Regions from separate parts of the Hordeum vulgare genome. Here region 1 is linked to region 2. A link is a contact called in public Hi-C data. All regions are on one chromosome and are shown on one strand. The core of a region is the stretch at or near the end of the contact, and the rest is flanking DNA. Distances in the headings are between cores, read along the strand shown.

Region 1 (7,397 bases), core at 2,047-4,546, 240 kb before region 2:
TACTTGTCTTAGTAGCTATCGTTGCTAGCTTCATTACGGTTCACCCCATTGTTGTCATATTTGTGAACCCGTATGTTGTTTACCCTAACTTGCTAAGATTAATTAAAAAGTGGTCGTTGCCTATTCACCCCCCCCTCTAGTCAACCATATCGATCCTTTCAATTGTCTTCATTCGACACTTGTGTACCTACCCTACATCATATCTTCCTACTAATTCAACTTGGTCACTTGCATCAACCCACTTTAATCTTGTCTGTGTTTCTTCCACCACTACATCATAACTAGGACTTTCAGGAAATATCAACACTTCCTCATACTTGTCAATAATATCAACATTCATGAATGCCTCTTTGTCAACATAATAAATATTCACAATATTTTTCATCTCAAAAAGACAAACATAAGGACTAAATATACCACATTGCTAATAAAACCACTTTGTCCATCCAAATTAAGCATTACCCAAACCCAAACCCGAACCCTAACCCTAAATATTAACATTAGGGATAACCCAAACAATAAGGTTTGTTCACCAACATCATAATGCATCACTATTGAAACAACAGTACTTAACCACATCATATTATAGAACCATGTTCAAAACTAGGGTTAGGAACCACATGAACAAAATAATTCAAATAGACAAATTCAACCAATAAAAATTTGCGACATGAAGTAGATTACCTCAAGGAACATAAATGACACCGGATCCACGGATCAATCCAGTCAAATAGCAAGGATTTGAGAGGGGCCAAGTGAGGGAAACAAAGGGAAAAAGGGAAAAGAGGTCGGGAAAGGCCAATTTGGGGAGAAGAGATGAGTGGGATTGACTCGTGAGAGCAGCCGGCCAATAAAAATATCTGCATCAGGAACGCCAACGGCCCTGGTGTTTTTAGAACGCAACATGGGCCGGCGTTTCTGGCCTGCCATGTCAGTGAGCAATGCGTGTTCGGCCTGGCAGTGGGCCAAGGTAGAAACGCGAACTACCTCGATGTTACTATATTGGTCCGAAACATCATGATATTTGACGTTGACAGAACTGTGAGAAAAAAATTGCATCCAGATGGCGCATGCACCACCGACTTCCAAGGTGTTGGCTCGTCAGCTGTTGGATTACTTAGTGTCTTCATGGCCTTTAATATACCAGGATGTCTGTCATGAATGACACACACGTTTGGTCGGTCCTTCACGATCGTAATTTTAACTTGCCGGAAGAACCATACCCAGCTCAGAAAGTTCTCACCCTCCACAAATGCCATGGCTAGTGGGATGATTTGGTTGTTCCCGTCCACACCAATAGCAGTCAGGATTTGCCCTTTGTACTGACCAGTCAGGAATGTACCACCCACAAACATCACAGGAGGACAATGTCGGAAAGCTTCGATGCAAAAACCGAAAGAGAAGAATACTCGTTTCAACACCGTGTAATCTGGTATAATCTCCAACCTCGTGTGTTGTATGTTAACATAAGTGTCGGGATTCCTCTCCTTCAATATGTCAAGGAGAGGGACAACATTATCATATGAGTCGAAGAACGTCCCAAACCTTTCCTCCATAGCCTTCTCCTTATCCCTCCAAGCCTTCCCATATGAAATGTCATAATTCCATCTAACCTTCACTGCTTTCTGGATATGTTTTGCTTCCATATCTTTCTTCTCAACTATCTCAGTATACATGAGTTGCGCTATGAGAGTTGAAGTCCGGTTTGGATGACGAATCAACAGGTTTTTCCTCACACAATTATGTGGGACCACATTAGTGACAACCCAGTGGATGTTGTACTTCGACACGTGCTCGTGCACCTTCGCATGACAACCTGTTTCAACACAATTCACGGTATATTTTGTTGGAGTCGATATGTGTGTCCGGAAAACCCTCTGCGTAGACATAGCCCACTTTATCACCGCATACTTCAATTTTTTCTTTGTGTCGAACATATCCCGATCTAGACTTGGTTCAGAATATATTGCCATGGAGTCTCATGGCCATCGTTGACAGTAATGCCGACGGCTATTTCCTGATCCCATGCAGACGGAATCGGTACCTCCACTTCATCCTCGAAATTTTCAGAATCCAGATCCTCCGCAAACCCATCATCGTTCTCTTCCTCCATCACCCTCTGCATTTCATCGCCTGCTCATCCCCATCAGGAACAGCAGAGCCAGCTAATTGTATCGACTGAATACTCTGCCCAGTCTCATGACCAGTCTCTGCCTCTTGACTACCATGGCCTGGTTCATACCCCACGTTGACTTGTACGAAATTCTCCTCTTTCGCCACTGGTTGCACTAGGGCATATGGCTGGATTCTTCGGTCTCTGGAATGAATTAACAGGGACAATCAATGTTGGCTCCTATCTATCGGCATCAACTCCCACTTGACATTTTTACAGAATTTGGTCCACAATGAATGAATACTGACGGAACACACTTCAGGATCCAGCCCAAAACTAGTAGTCCACCAGTGCTTCAACTGCCTAATGTCCAGTCTGCCCGGGTCTGAAAGTGTCAGGACGCCTTTTTAAAACTCGCTAAGATCAATCCCCAACTCATTATATCGAAACATTACCAGGGCCGTAATAAACAGTCAAATTTACGGATTCAGACATTTTCACGTGTCAGACATTGTGACTGTGTCATTATTCGCAACGAACAAATTTATACAAAAATAGACCTACACAAACTAAATAAACCAACACTAAAAAGAACCTACAGTAAAAAATCGGTATACCTTCGGCATGTGTGCCCCTTCTTCTTCCTCTGCACCACACCACCTCCTCACCTCACCATCCACACCTCCACCATCCCACCATGGCTCCTCTAAACGAACAAAAAACTATCCGATCGCACAAAATGATACCATAGGTAGGCGGTGGAGATGGATATGATCTATTGATTCAGCACATTGAATAGGAAAATGGGTGGAGGATGGAGGAGATCGGAGGGGGGGCAAAATGAGGAAAGAAAAACGAGAGAGAGCAGAGGAGCCAGCGACTGAGGAGGAAGAAGGGCTCGGTCGGCCTTATCCAGGGGGCTCTTCGGCCTCTTGAAGTCCGATGGGTCCTCTTCGACCAGCCGCGGGCCGACAGCTTGCTCTTCGGTCACCCGCGGACCAACGGGCCCTCTTGGGCCTCCCACAAGCCGACAGATCCTGCTAGTTTTGATTTATTTCAATTTTCGCATATGTTTTTCGAATTTAGTAAAAAATAGGTATTATTTTTGAAAAACAAAATCGGATGTGTGCGTGCGTGGCGGTGCTTCCTTCCGGCACGCGCCTATGCCTATGCCTATGCCTATGCCTAGGCGCGAGCGCGACCAACGACGATGGCCACCGCTTCCTTCCGGCACGCGCCCGCCCGTGACCCATCAAGTCCAGTCCAGTCCTTGGAGTCATCCATCAATCTGATTCTGATTCTGGTTGATTGTCTCTCCTTCCAATTCCAACCCAAGCAAGCAAGGCACCTATACTCGCCTCTCAAACCCAAGCAAAGCAAGCTTAAAACCCCCGCCCCGTGCACTCAGTCATCGCCATGCCGATGCCCATGGCGCCGCCGCTCCCGTGCTTGCTCCTCCTCCTGTTTGCCGTCCCTCTCCTCGCAACGTCCGCCAGGATCCCGCTCTACCGCCACCTTCCCCCGCTCCCGCCCGCCGCCGCTCAGCACCACCCGCTCTCCCGCCTCGCGCGCGCCTCCCTCGCGCGCGCCTCCCGCCTCCGCGGTCACCACCAGGGCCAGGCCGCCTCATCCCCCGTGCGCGCCGCGCTGTACCCTCACTCCTACGGCGGCTACGCCTTCTCCCTCTCCCTCGGCACGCCGCCGCAGCCGCTGCCGGTGCTGCTCGACACGGGCAGCCACCTCACCTGGGTGCCCTGCACCTCCAACTACCAGTGCCAGAACTGCTCCGCCGCCGCCGGCTCCTTCCCCGTCTTCCATCCCAAGAGCTCCTCCTCCTCCCTCCTCGTCTCCTGCAGCAGCCCCTCCTGCCTCTGGATCCACTCCAAGTCCCACCTTTCCGACTGCGCCCGCGACTCCGCACCCTGCAGGCCCAGCACCGCCAACTGCTCCGCCACCGCCACCAATGTCTGCCCGCCCTACCTCGTCGTCTACGGCTCCGGCTCCACCGCGGGGCTCCTCGTCTCCGACACGCTGCGCCTCTCCCCACGCGGCGCCGCCAGCCGCAACTTCGCCGTGGGCTGCAGCCTCGCCTCCGTGCACCAGCCGCCGTCGGGGCTCGCGGGGTTCGGCCGCGGGGCGCCGTCCGTGCCCGCGCAGCTCGGGGTCAACAAGTTCTCCTACTGCCTCCTCTCCCGCCGCTTCGACGACGACGCCGCCATCAGCGGCGAGCTAGTCCTCGGCGCCTCCTCCGCCGGCAAGGCGAAAGCGATGATGCAGTACGCGCCGCTGCTCAAGAACGCGGGCGCCAGGCCGCCCTACTCCGTGTACTACTACCTGTCGCTGACCGGCATCGCGGTGGGCGGGAAGAGCGTGGCGCTCCCGGCGCGGGCCTTGGCACCCGTGTCCGGTGGTGGCGGGGGCGGCGCCATCATCGACTCAGGCACGACCTTCACCTACCTGGACCCGACGGTGTTCAAGCCGGTGGCGGCCGCGATGGTGGCCGCGGTGGGGGGCAGGTACAACCGATCCAAGGACGTGGAGGGGGCGCTCGGGCTGCGCCCCTGCTTCGCACTCCCGGCGGGCGCCAGGACAATGGACCTCCCGGAGCTGTCGCTCCATTTCAGCGGCGGCGCCGAGATGCGGCTCCCGATCGAGAACTACTTCCTGGCGGCTGGCCCGGCGTCCGGCGTGGCCCCCGAGGCGATCTGCCTGGCCGTGGTGTCGGACGTGTCGAGCGCGAGCGGCGGCGCCGGGGTGTCCGGTGGGGGCGGGCCGGCCATCATCCTGGGCAGCTTCCAGCAGCAGAACTACCAGGTGGAGTACGACCTCGAGAAGAACCGGCTCGGGTTCCGGCAGCAGCCATGCTCCTCGTCGTCCTCGTAAAGATGGTTGGTGGCAATGGCATGCAGATGCATGCTCGCGTACCTACGTACTACTACTACTGTATCATCCGACTTGATTAATCACGCCACGCCACGCCACGCCATGTAGTAGTGGAAAAGTTAGTGACAGATTAAGCTTGCCTGCTCGTGCAGCTTTCGGATCCAGATTCCAGAGTACTACTAGTAGTACTCCTAGTGAGGATTTTAATTAGCAATAAATAAAAACTGTACCGTACCGTGTGCACGCGTGTTTGCTTAACCACTTGTTGAATCACCACACCACACCACACCACGCCACGCGCAATCGAGGAGAGGATCGGGATCCATCCTGCGTACGTCGGTTGCTGCTCGATCGACCGCCAAATTGCTTTGCTTTTTCTTCTTTTTAGATGGGAAAATCGCTTTGCTTTTAGGGTGGAAAAAAGACGGTGCTCAGTTTGCTTTCGGTGGGGTAGATGCTTTTGCATGCCTTTTTTTTTTTGATGCAAAAAACTATGGTTTTGCATGCTTTGGGCAAAGCAAACACGTCCTTCATCAACGATATTTCTTTTTCATCCGCAAAAGATAAACAAAATGGTTGATGCTTTCGTGATCAGAGTTAATCAAGCTTGCCTAGCGTTGATCCGTTGGTGGTTAGTAGATGCGTCATGGGTGGAATGTCGTTTGGTTGCTGGGTGTTTAATACTCTCACCTGTGCTGTGCGGGTGTGAATGAATTCAATGGGCATGTGATGCACCGCAGCCGTGGCCCCTGACCCATGCTTGGAGGAGTGATGGCGCCTGCTGTGCTGTGCTGTGCTGTGCTGTGCTGCTGCGCGTTCAATGTGCACAGTTCCTTATTTACAGCCCGGCCTGACCACAAGCCGTGCATCGCCTTCTGCACGTCTCCACCGGCAAGCGACGGAGCATCCACAACCACAAGTTGTATAAAATCATCAAATGCGGCTCCAAACTTCCGCACATACTGACCGGTGAGCACACAAAAAAAAAGTCGTCCGGATATCCCGTTTAACACCCTCGGTTTCTAAATATAAGTATTTTTTAAAGTTTTTATTATAAAAAACTAAATATAGATGTATATAGACATACATTAGAATATATGTTCGTTCATTTTACTCATATGTAGTCCCTTGATATAATCTTTAAAATATATATATATATATATATATATATATATATATATATATATATATATATATTTAGGAATGGAGGGAGTACAAATCATCAAATTCATAGGTACATGCAATTCGGCTTCGGGAAGCACGTGCCCCTGTCCATAAAAAATGACTTTCGATATGTCAAGAAAATCATAAGAAAAATATTATGTGTTCTTTGTCACATTCAAATGCTATCAAAACATTTTTAGATATGAAAATTAAGCATTTTGGCTTGTGAAAGAAACAAACTAAATATCAATTGTTACCCAAAATTTTAGATCCAAAATTGTTTTTTTTCCACCGGCGAAACACCACTCCTATTTCGCATGAAAGTTGTCAAGCATGTCTGAGACAGTAACACCAACATCTACAAAAAAAATTATAATTTTTCAAAACATTTACTATTATATTTTGGGTTACTGTTCATCCGGGTGCAAATGCACCCGAGAGCCAAAAACACACCCCCCATGCAATAATGCAAAGTAGACCTACTTCAAATTTTCGCCCTTCTTGCACATGCCGTGTTCATGTCCATCGGTCGGCTGCGATTCTCAAAGTGCAAGTGCGGCCGCCGACAACGTAGAGTAGGACATACGACACGCACCGGCTCATGCGACTCGAGGCGCCGACGTCTCCCACGTCCTATTCTTTCTCGTCGAAGCCCGAAGCCTTCACATCGCGAGTGGAGGTGAGATCGTCGACAAGTCCACGACGACGCGGTTGCAGCGGCATAGGACCATGGTCAACCGTTGGGCGTCGGAGAGTGCGACTCCGCCTCGTTGACGTTTGTCGCGGCCTCCCACGACCGTAGCCCCGCTCAGCACGCATGTCGCATCATATTTGCATCCTTCATGTAGTGACATTCCACCACAAACACAATGCACCAACGAAGCGGTGCTGCAACCGCCATGGCATTTTGGACGAAAGACGGGCCGAACCGCCACTAGTGAGGCCGCGACAACGTGCCTAACACACAATAGATTTTCGTCAAATGAAGTCTAACCATTGGTGGGCAGACTCCTCCCAGGAGCGAAGGAGCACAATGCGGGCAAACATCTCTTCCTCGGGGCTGCGTGTGATGAGCTCCCAGTCTCAAGATCTGGACGTGGAGGATTTGGGTTCGCTGCTCTTCAAGTCGGAGATGGCCGGAGATCGCCCACAGGTTGCTTGGGATGGAGTATAGTGAAGGGAGAGTGGAGTGAAGTGGAATGCGACTTTGGTTTCGTGCACACTGCGGATATGGTTG
Region 2 (7,831 bases), core at 1,875-4,374:
ACGATGGAGATGGATGATTCGGTGGAGCACGCGCTGCCACCACTTTTTACCGCTGTCAGTATCATCCCCATTTTTTACCCACCATCCCGTTTCCCATCTCCGTTGTTACCATCCTCCGTATCCATATCGATATGTTCAACCAACTCCTAGAAGAGAGTACTTTCCTCTATCTCAATATCCAAGTCAAAACTCCTGCCATCATAAGCCCATCTCACAGTGTGTGGAATATGCTCAATGCTAGTCACACTAACCACCAGGCGAGCTACCCCCTGTGCATGAGTGAAAGGCATATCCACCTTCTCTGTTTTACCAATCAGAGAACCAAGACTCCAAGTCACCAAAAAATCATCTATCGCTGTACGCGGAGCACCTAGAAACCTTACCCACAGCTGAGAAAAAGGAGTTCCCTCGGGCTCAAACTCAAGAACACAAGTGTTGTTTGGCACCTTGCTCATCCCAAATTTCAGCAACCTCGCAAGATCTTCCTTAGTAGGAAAATCCGCTCTCAATAGATGCTCGTCAAGCCTGACTGGATCCACGAGTCATCCTAACAACCTGATCCGAAGTCATCGATCCACGAGTCACCCTAACAACCCCCGTCCGCGCACTCTCCAGAGACGGCGTGGTCGAAGTCGAGCGAGGAGATTCAAAGAACATAAGCTCTAGACAACAAGCCCCATAGATCGTGACCACCGGCTTCGGCCTTAGGAGCAAAGGGCACTCTCCCTTCTCATGCTTCGGCTTATGGCAAATGTCACATAGCTCTGCCGAGCACTCAACCACAAAATGCCCTCCGCACCGGTATCACGTCATCTTTTCTTTCTTCCTAGCCCACTTCGTGGCTCTCTCCCCATCAGATCTTTACTAGCTTTATCAAAGCCTGCATTCCGCACAGCAGCCGCCTTGGCATCAGCCAGAGAGACCCCGGCGAGAGCCCAAACTGCATCCAAGGCCTCACCCGAAAGCGGCGTAGAGGCAGCGACTGCACCGACAGCATCCGGTGCCGGCTGCGCCCCATCTCCCGCATGCCCCAATGGAGGGGGCGGGTCCCGAGTGATTATGTCCTAAAAACCACGTGTGTATCGTGTCCGAGAAAAAAACATCTAGCCTTTTTATCATGTGTCTATTTGATGGTTGTTTCGTAGTTTTTTGTTGTTGTTGATGGACTCCACCTTCAAGAGAGCTTTCTTCTATAGACAACCTTCAAGCAGCCACCACGGTTGTGAACACATAATAGGGGGACCTCCTATTTTACGCTCTTTCCGTCAAATTAGCGGCGCCACACATAGGAGACAACACGACTAGGCCAACCGATCAACCTGTACCACGAGACGAAAAAATATAGCAAAATTCGAGGGCAGCACGATGTGAGGATTCGAAAATTAGACCTCCTGCTTCCAATTGCGAGCTCATAGCCACTCCACGAGACAATTTTTTTGTTAGTATTGCACCGCGCGACCTAAATTATTAACGTAGTGTAAACCCGGGCTGCTCGACTATAGCAAATTTGAATTAAATATTGTGGCGAACTAGAATTAGTTACTATGGTGATAGTTTATTTCAAAAAGTCTACTCTTTTTCGAAAGAGTATATTTGAAAATGTGCAAGTATTTTTTGAGTTTCTGAACAATTTTTCACCAACAAGAATATGTGAACAAATAATGAAATTTTGAAAGCGTGACCATTTTTTGAATTTCTGAAAATTTATTTCAAAAAGTGGAACATTTCAAGAAGTTCGGAATAAAAAATTGTAAGTATGATCAGTTTTTGAATTTCTGAACAAAAGCTGGAAAATAGAACTTTTGATCAAATTTTGAACAAAAAATTGGAACCACGAACATATTTTAAATTGGAGAACATTTTTGAGAAACGATAACAAATTTATAAACTTGTTTTTAAAAAAAATTCAACAACTTTTTGAAATGTTTTGAACATTTTCTGTAAAAAGTGAGCAAATTTTAAAATGTCAAATGTTCTTGAAACTAGTGAACAATTATACGAACTAAACAACTTTTGAGTATTTGAACATATTTTAAAAGAGTGAACAATTTTTTAAATTCTGTAAATTTTCTTTAAAGGAGAATATAACTTGAAAATCCTGAACATTTTTTGGAAAAAGTGAATAATTTTCAAAATTCTGAACATTTTCAGAAACCGAATAAAAGTTGGAATACCTGATTTTTCTGGAAAAATGATTAATTTTCAAAATTGGGAACTTTTCTAAAAGCGTGAAAAAATTTGAAATCCCAAACATTTTTTGAAAAACATTTTTTCTAAAATTAGTAACACCTTTTATAAACACAAACAAAATTTGAAACTCCCAAATATTTTTGGAATATAAAGGAACAAAAATTGAAATTTTGAACAAGTTTACAAAACACACAAAAAAATTGAAATCTTCAAGCATATTTTTAATAGAAGTTAAGAATAATTTAACATTTTTCGAAACATGAGCAAGATTTTCAATTCCGAAAACAATTTTAATATAAGGGAACAAAATTTATAAAATCCAACACACGAACAAAATTTGAAAAATCTGAACATTTTTTGAATACAAGAGAACAAAATTTGAACAATTCTTAGAATGTGAAAAAATTGAAATTCTCAAACATTCATGAATAGAAGGTGACAAAATATGAAAAATTAACATTTGTTTTCAGAACACGAACTTAATTTCAAATATCCGAACATTTTTTGAATAGAAGGGAACAAAATATGAAAATTTAATTATTTTTTCAAAACGTTAACAAAATTAGAAATTCCTAAACAATTTGAAATTCTGACCATGTAAAAAACATTCTCAAAATTGGTAACGAAAAAAAGGTATCCAGAGATGAAACATATAACCAAATAACAGAAAATAATAATAATAAAGGGAACGAAAAATCGAAGAAAACAATAAAAGAAACAGCAGGAAAAAATAAAAAGGAAAACCAGACCTGAAACGGTTGGGAACCTTCTAGAAAGCTGCCGAAACCGGGATCAGTGAAACGTGCAACGGCCCCTTGCCATTTAGTCGCTGGTGTCGCTCGATAATTTGTCGCAGAGAGCCGCGAATAGGGTTTTTGCAGAATAGGCCAGAAAGCACAATGTAAATGCTAATGTGAAGGTCAGGGGCATGGGCCAGGCTCATGGTAGAAAGGCATCGGCTGCAGTGGTCTTCTAGTTGAGCCAGGCTGCATTTAGCTAGTGGATATATGCACCCCTCAAAAAAAAAAGCTAGTGGATATATGCATGTTTGGTTTCCGTAATCAATAATAAAAAAATAATAAGAAGAAGAATTTTTTTCCTTCATTCTTTTCACACCTTGTGTTTCCATTTTTCCTCTCTTTTATGAAACATAGAGACAAATATTATTGGAAAATATGCTATTTTACTTACTTTTATTATTCTTTTGACACACATTCAATTTGTTGACCCCACGTTAAGAAATAATCCAATGTTTGTTAGAAAATGTTCATTGTGTATATGAAAAAATCTTGTCATGCTTACAAGGATCCGCCATCTATTCAAAATGTTTATTATTTATTTTATTTTTTATCATTTTTCATGATCTTCATCGTGTATTTCTGAAAAATAATATACCACTCCAAACAAATGCTCATAACATCTAAAAATATGTTTATGATTTTTTCACAAAGTTCATAGCATTTCTATAATTAATGATTTGTTTTTCAGGCAACATTAAGAAAATTGTGCCATTCAAAATGTTTTTTATAACATTTTAGGAATTTTCATAAACATGTAAAAATATATTCACACAATGATTGTGAAATCTTCGTAACATGTAAAAGAATTTTAAAAAGATCATGTACTTATAAAGTAAAATAAATATTTAAAATAGAAGAAAGCAAACGAAAACTCTAAAGAAAACCGATAGAACTGTAAATTAAAAGGAAAAAAAATACTTGAAATAGAACCCTTCCAAAACAGGACGAAGGGTTCAAACATTGGCCCCACTAGACAGGAAGTATCTTAAAACAACTCAAAAACAGATGAATGATACCACTACTAGTATCGAGCGCTATATCCTCTCAGGGTTGGCAAGACATAGCACATGTAGTAGCCAACAACCCAAGTAAGAAGTATGGCTCAACACGAACTAAGCTCATAAATGCCAAGCTTTAAAAGAGACCTAGTCACATGAGAAGCTAGGGTTTTAGGAGGCAACCACCACGGACTTTGTGTGTCCCCTTCGCCTTCGGCCATCGTGTTGCGTGGCAAGGGGGGTATTGGATCTTTCTGAGTTTATTCAAAAAAACGGCGATTTCTATGGCCTTCGTCGACAATGTCCTGGTGGAGGGTGCAATGCCGTAAAGAATAAAGCTAATATGAATTTTCTCCCGTTGTGGTGCAGTGTTATCGAAAGGCGCCATGAAGCCGGATAGTTTGTGTCTGTGCGGGCTTGGTTTATTTGACCATGTGGATTTGACCATGCGGATTTTATGTTTTCTGGTGCTTCTCTTGGTGTAATTTTTGAGACTTTCAAGTCCTTCTTTGACGTTCTTTTAAAGATATTATGGGTCGACAACCTGTACCTCTAGTGGACCATCCACGTCCGAAATACATTCAACGATCATGGCTTCCAACCTTTTCAATGGGCAGTTTTGAAACCTATGAAGGTAGTCAATTCTCGCACATGTGTACGAGTGGCAGTGTCGCTGCTTTGATTTGACTGCATTATCTTTACAGAAGCCCTGATAGTATTTTGTGCAGCAAAAAATGATACACATGGAAGACGCATCTGATAAATTTCATTGTAGTCCTTAATTATAGGAATTACTTTGTAAGTTCTCGGATCAATGAGCCGAAGCATTGTATGTGTAACTTTTGTCGAGCTTGAGAGTAAAGTTACAGGCTATTCTCAAAAAATGTCAAGCTTTAAAGACTCACAAGATCATCATCCCCAGTAGCAAATGTTCGTCACTAGCAGGGGTGGCTTAATAATCTTTATGTGTTAGGCAGTCGGTAGATGAGATGAATAATCTTTGTGTATTAGGCGGTCGGTAATTCACGATGTCATTTGTTGTTGAATTGCACTATGTCATGTTGTGGTAAGCTTTTTTTGATGAGGAGATATTGGATCATATGGTGGTAGATGAGATGAACGATCTGAAGCTTTGGTTATTTCGAGTGATGGAGAATCTAGTGCATGTTGGTTTCACGAAAATAGTTGATACCCTATGGGCAATCTGGCGGGTGCGCTGGAAGATAATCCATGGGCTATGGCACTATCATCATATGGGTCAAGAGGCTTTAGTATCCTCGAGGAGGATCCCTTGGTCGAGTCTTCATGGCAGCGTTGATGATTCCTTATTGGGACGGCGTTCTTTACGATGCAGGCTCGATGACAACAACTTGTTGGAGTAAGGGGTTGTGTTTTTTCTATCTTGCAAGATTCTTTTTGTAAAATTATAGTTGTACTGTTCTATCTAAACAAGGCATTTTCTTATGTTCCCGAAAAAGGTTTCTGTGTCATTTCAAATAGTTGTAGTTTCCTTGACTAATGAAATTCCTACTTTACATTCTCTTGCTAGTCCACATGATCGGTTCGCAGCCATCACCGTGCAATTAGCCCGAACAGGTGTTACATGCTCACATGCATGGTTGTTGGACGACTATCGAGCGTTAGGTGCGGTAATTACTGATGATTGTTGAAGTTTCACATGTTCTTTTGGCAAGGCGTCAATAAATCGTTGTGTGCATGATGTAAACGAGTGTGCGTATGCTATTGCTTGTTTTAGTTTTTTGGGTCAGGAGTCAAGGGTGCGGCATGATAAACCCCTGATTTCATGATTCCACTTATTATAAAAGATATGGTTATTAATTAAAGAGAAAGTCCCCGATGTTCGAAAAAATATATTGTTGGCTCCTATTCTTTACGGATCTTCCAATTAACTTGTCTATTACTCACTATTAGTAGCACGTGGATTTAACGATTACTGGTTGAAACAATGAAAAAACCTGGATCATATTTGTAAAACGAATTTATAATAAAATAAAGTAATAGCCTTTAATTACAACACATATTACGCTTAACTATCTTTTTTTCACGTGAGATATTAAACTTTTATTTTTCCTTGTGTTTGTTATCCATAACCAGACAAACCTATGAATTGTACGTGTGCACGTGTATGGACTTTGTTAGATGAAAAAATAAGCTAATGAATAGGTAGTATTAAGCATCTGATGATTTACTAATTTCTGCATCGCTAAGACTGCAGTGCTGCATGCACTTTTCCCCATCTCTCATCACGTGTAGCAGTTGTAGTACTCTCGGAGTACTTGGTCCTGGTGGAATAGCTTGCTAGTAGTAGTATTGTAGCATGTAGGGCAGCAGTGCAGCATTCTTACTGGAGCCTACCAAAGATTTCTAGGTGGCAGTGGCAGTATCATGAACTTTCATGTAGCTTTGTCACACACAAATGGTGGTAGTCTGGAAGCAAAGGATGTGCCACACCGCGAATCCCTGCACTGTCAGCCGTTAGATTAGTCTATCCAACTGTCGATGTATGGCCACGCAGCCCTCTATGTTAATCAATTGACGGCGAGCCGTTAGATTACAAAGATCCAACGGTCTACATCTCCCAGTACTGGTACACTATATAGGAGTATAGATGTCCCATAATATAAGAACAATTTTTATACCAGTGTAGTGTAAAAAATGCTCTTATATTACGAGACGGAGGGTGTATATTATTAGTCAGTTTGAAAACGTCTATCATGATGCTTGGTTGTGCATTCCATGTAGTAGCTGCTGGTTCTGATTAATAGAGCTATATATTTGCATCGTTGCATGTGGTTTCCCATGGAGCGGTTTTTATAATCATGAAAAACCCTTTTCGCTGCTTGTTGCGACGAGTTGTCGGCGATTCGCATAGGACCAGGATGGTAACTATGATAGATGGGCCAGCCCAGTTCCAGCGAGCCGGTTTTTATCTCTTTTTATGTTTATTTCTCTTTTTTCTTTTCTATCCTTTTTCGTTTTCTTTACTTTTTCACTTTTATTTTTGTTGTTTCGTTTTTCTTTGCCTTCCTTGTAAATTTCATTTTCACTTTTATTTTTCAACAAATCTTTAGAATTTCTAAAAAATGTTGGCAATTTAAGAACTTTGTTCATTTTTTTGAAAGTATTCCCGTTTTGAAATATTGTAAAAATTTTCCAAAGAAATTAGAATTTGAAATACATCTTTTCTAACATAGAAGAACTATTGGAAAATTCAAAAAATTTAGAATTTCAAATTTAAAAAATGTTTGCATTTTAATTTTTGTTCATAAATTCAGAAAATGTTTGGGAATTTCAAAAGATCTACCCACTTTTCAAATTCGTTTGCGAATTCAAAAAATGTTCATGTTTTGAAAATTTATTCTCAAAATAACAAAATCTTTCTGGGATCTAAACAAATGTATGCCTTTGAATTATTGTTCAAATATTTTAAAAATGTTCTGTTTTCACTTTGCAAATATGTTCACGAATAAATAAAGCCATGTTTTCACTAATTCAACAGAATTTCAGGAATTTTCACAAATTTTGAATTTTTTATTTTATTTTTGTAGGAAAAACTCCAAAAAAATGAAAATTGTTCAACATATTTGAAAATTGATCTAAAATTCCCGAATTTATTGGAAATTGTTAAAATTTGTTTAGCTTTTCAAAATACCGTCAAAGTTCAAAATTGTGTTCAAGTTTTACGGAAATTGTTTGCAATTTTAGAAAAATGTTTGAAATATCAAAATTTGTTCTATCTTTAAAATAAGTTCATGTTGGAAAACAGTTCTTAAATTTCGTAAAATGTTTTTGCTTTTACAAAATGTTCCCGTTATCAAACTT

The links. A called contact is a pair of places that touch in the nucleus more often than the background predicts.
Region 1: a Hi-C map of leaf shows a contact between it and region 2, with 3 times the contacts expected there. The contact joins the promoter of LOC123428474 here to the enhancer-like site in region 2. A contact is called at or near these places in 2 of 6 Hi-C or Micro-C datasets (leaf and seedling).

The regions. Positions count from the first base shown.
Region 1 is chr2H:655,025,790-655,033,186 of MorexV3_pseudomolecules_assembly, reverse strand. LOC123428474 (probable aspartyl protease At4g16563) reads left to right here and starts at 3,296. Exons shown (of 1, transcript XM_045112685.1): 1 at 3,296-5,254. The coding sequence starts at 3,530. The coding sequence ends at 4,996.
Region 2 is chr2H:654,786,309-654,794,139 of MorexV3_pseudomolecules_assembly, reverse strand. No RefSeq gene overlaps it. Among protein-coding and RNA genes, the nearest start is that of LOC123428470, 13 kb to the right of the region's middle. Within about 2 kb of position 3,124, at least 2 of the 3 cell types and tissues checked have open chromatin away from gene starts, as enhancers often do. A contact at or near this core is called in leaf, where this site is marked.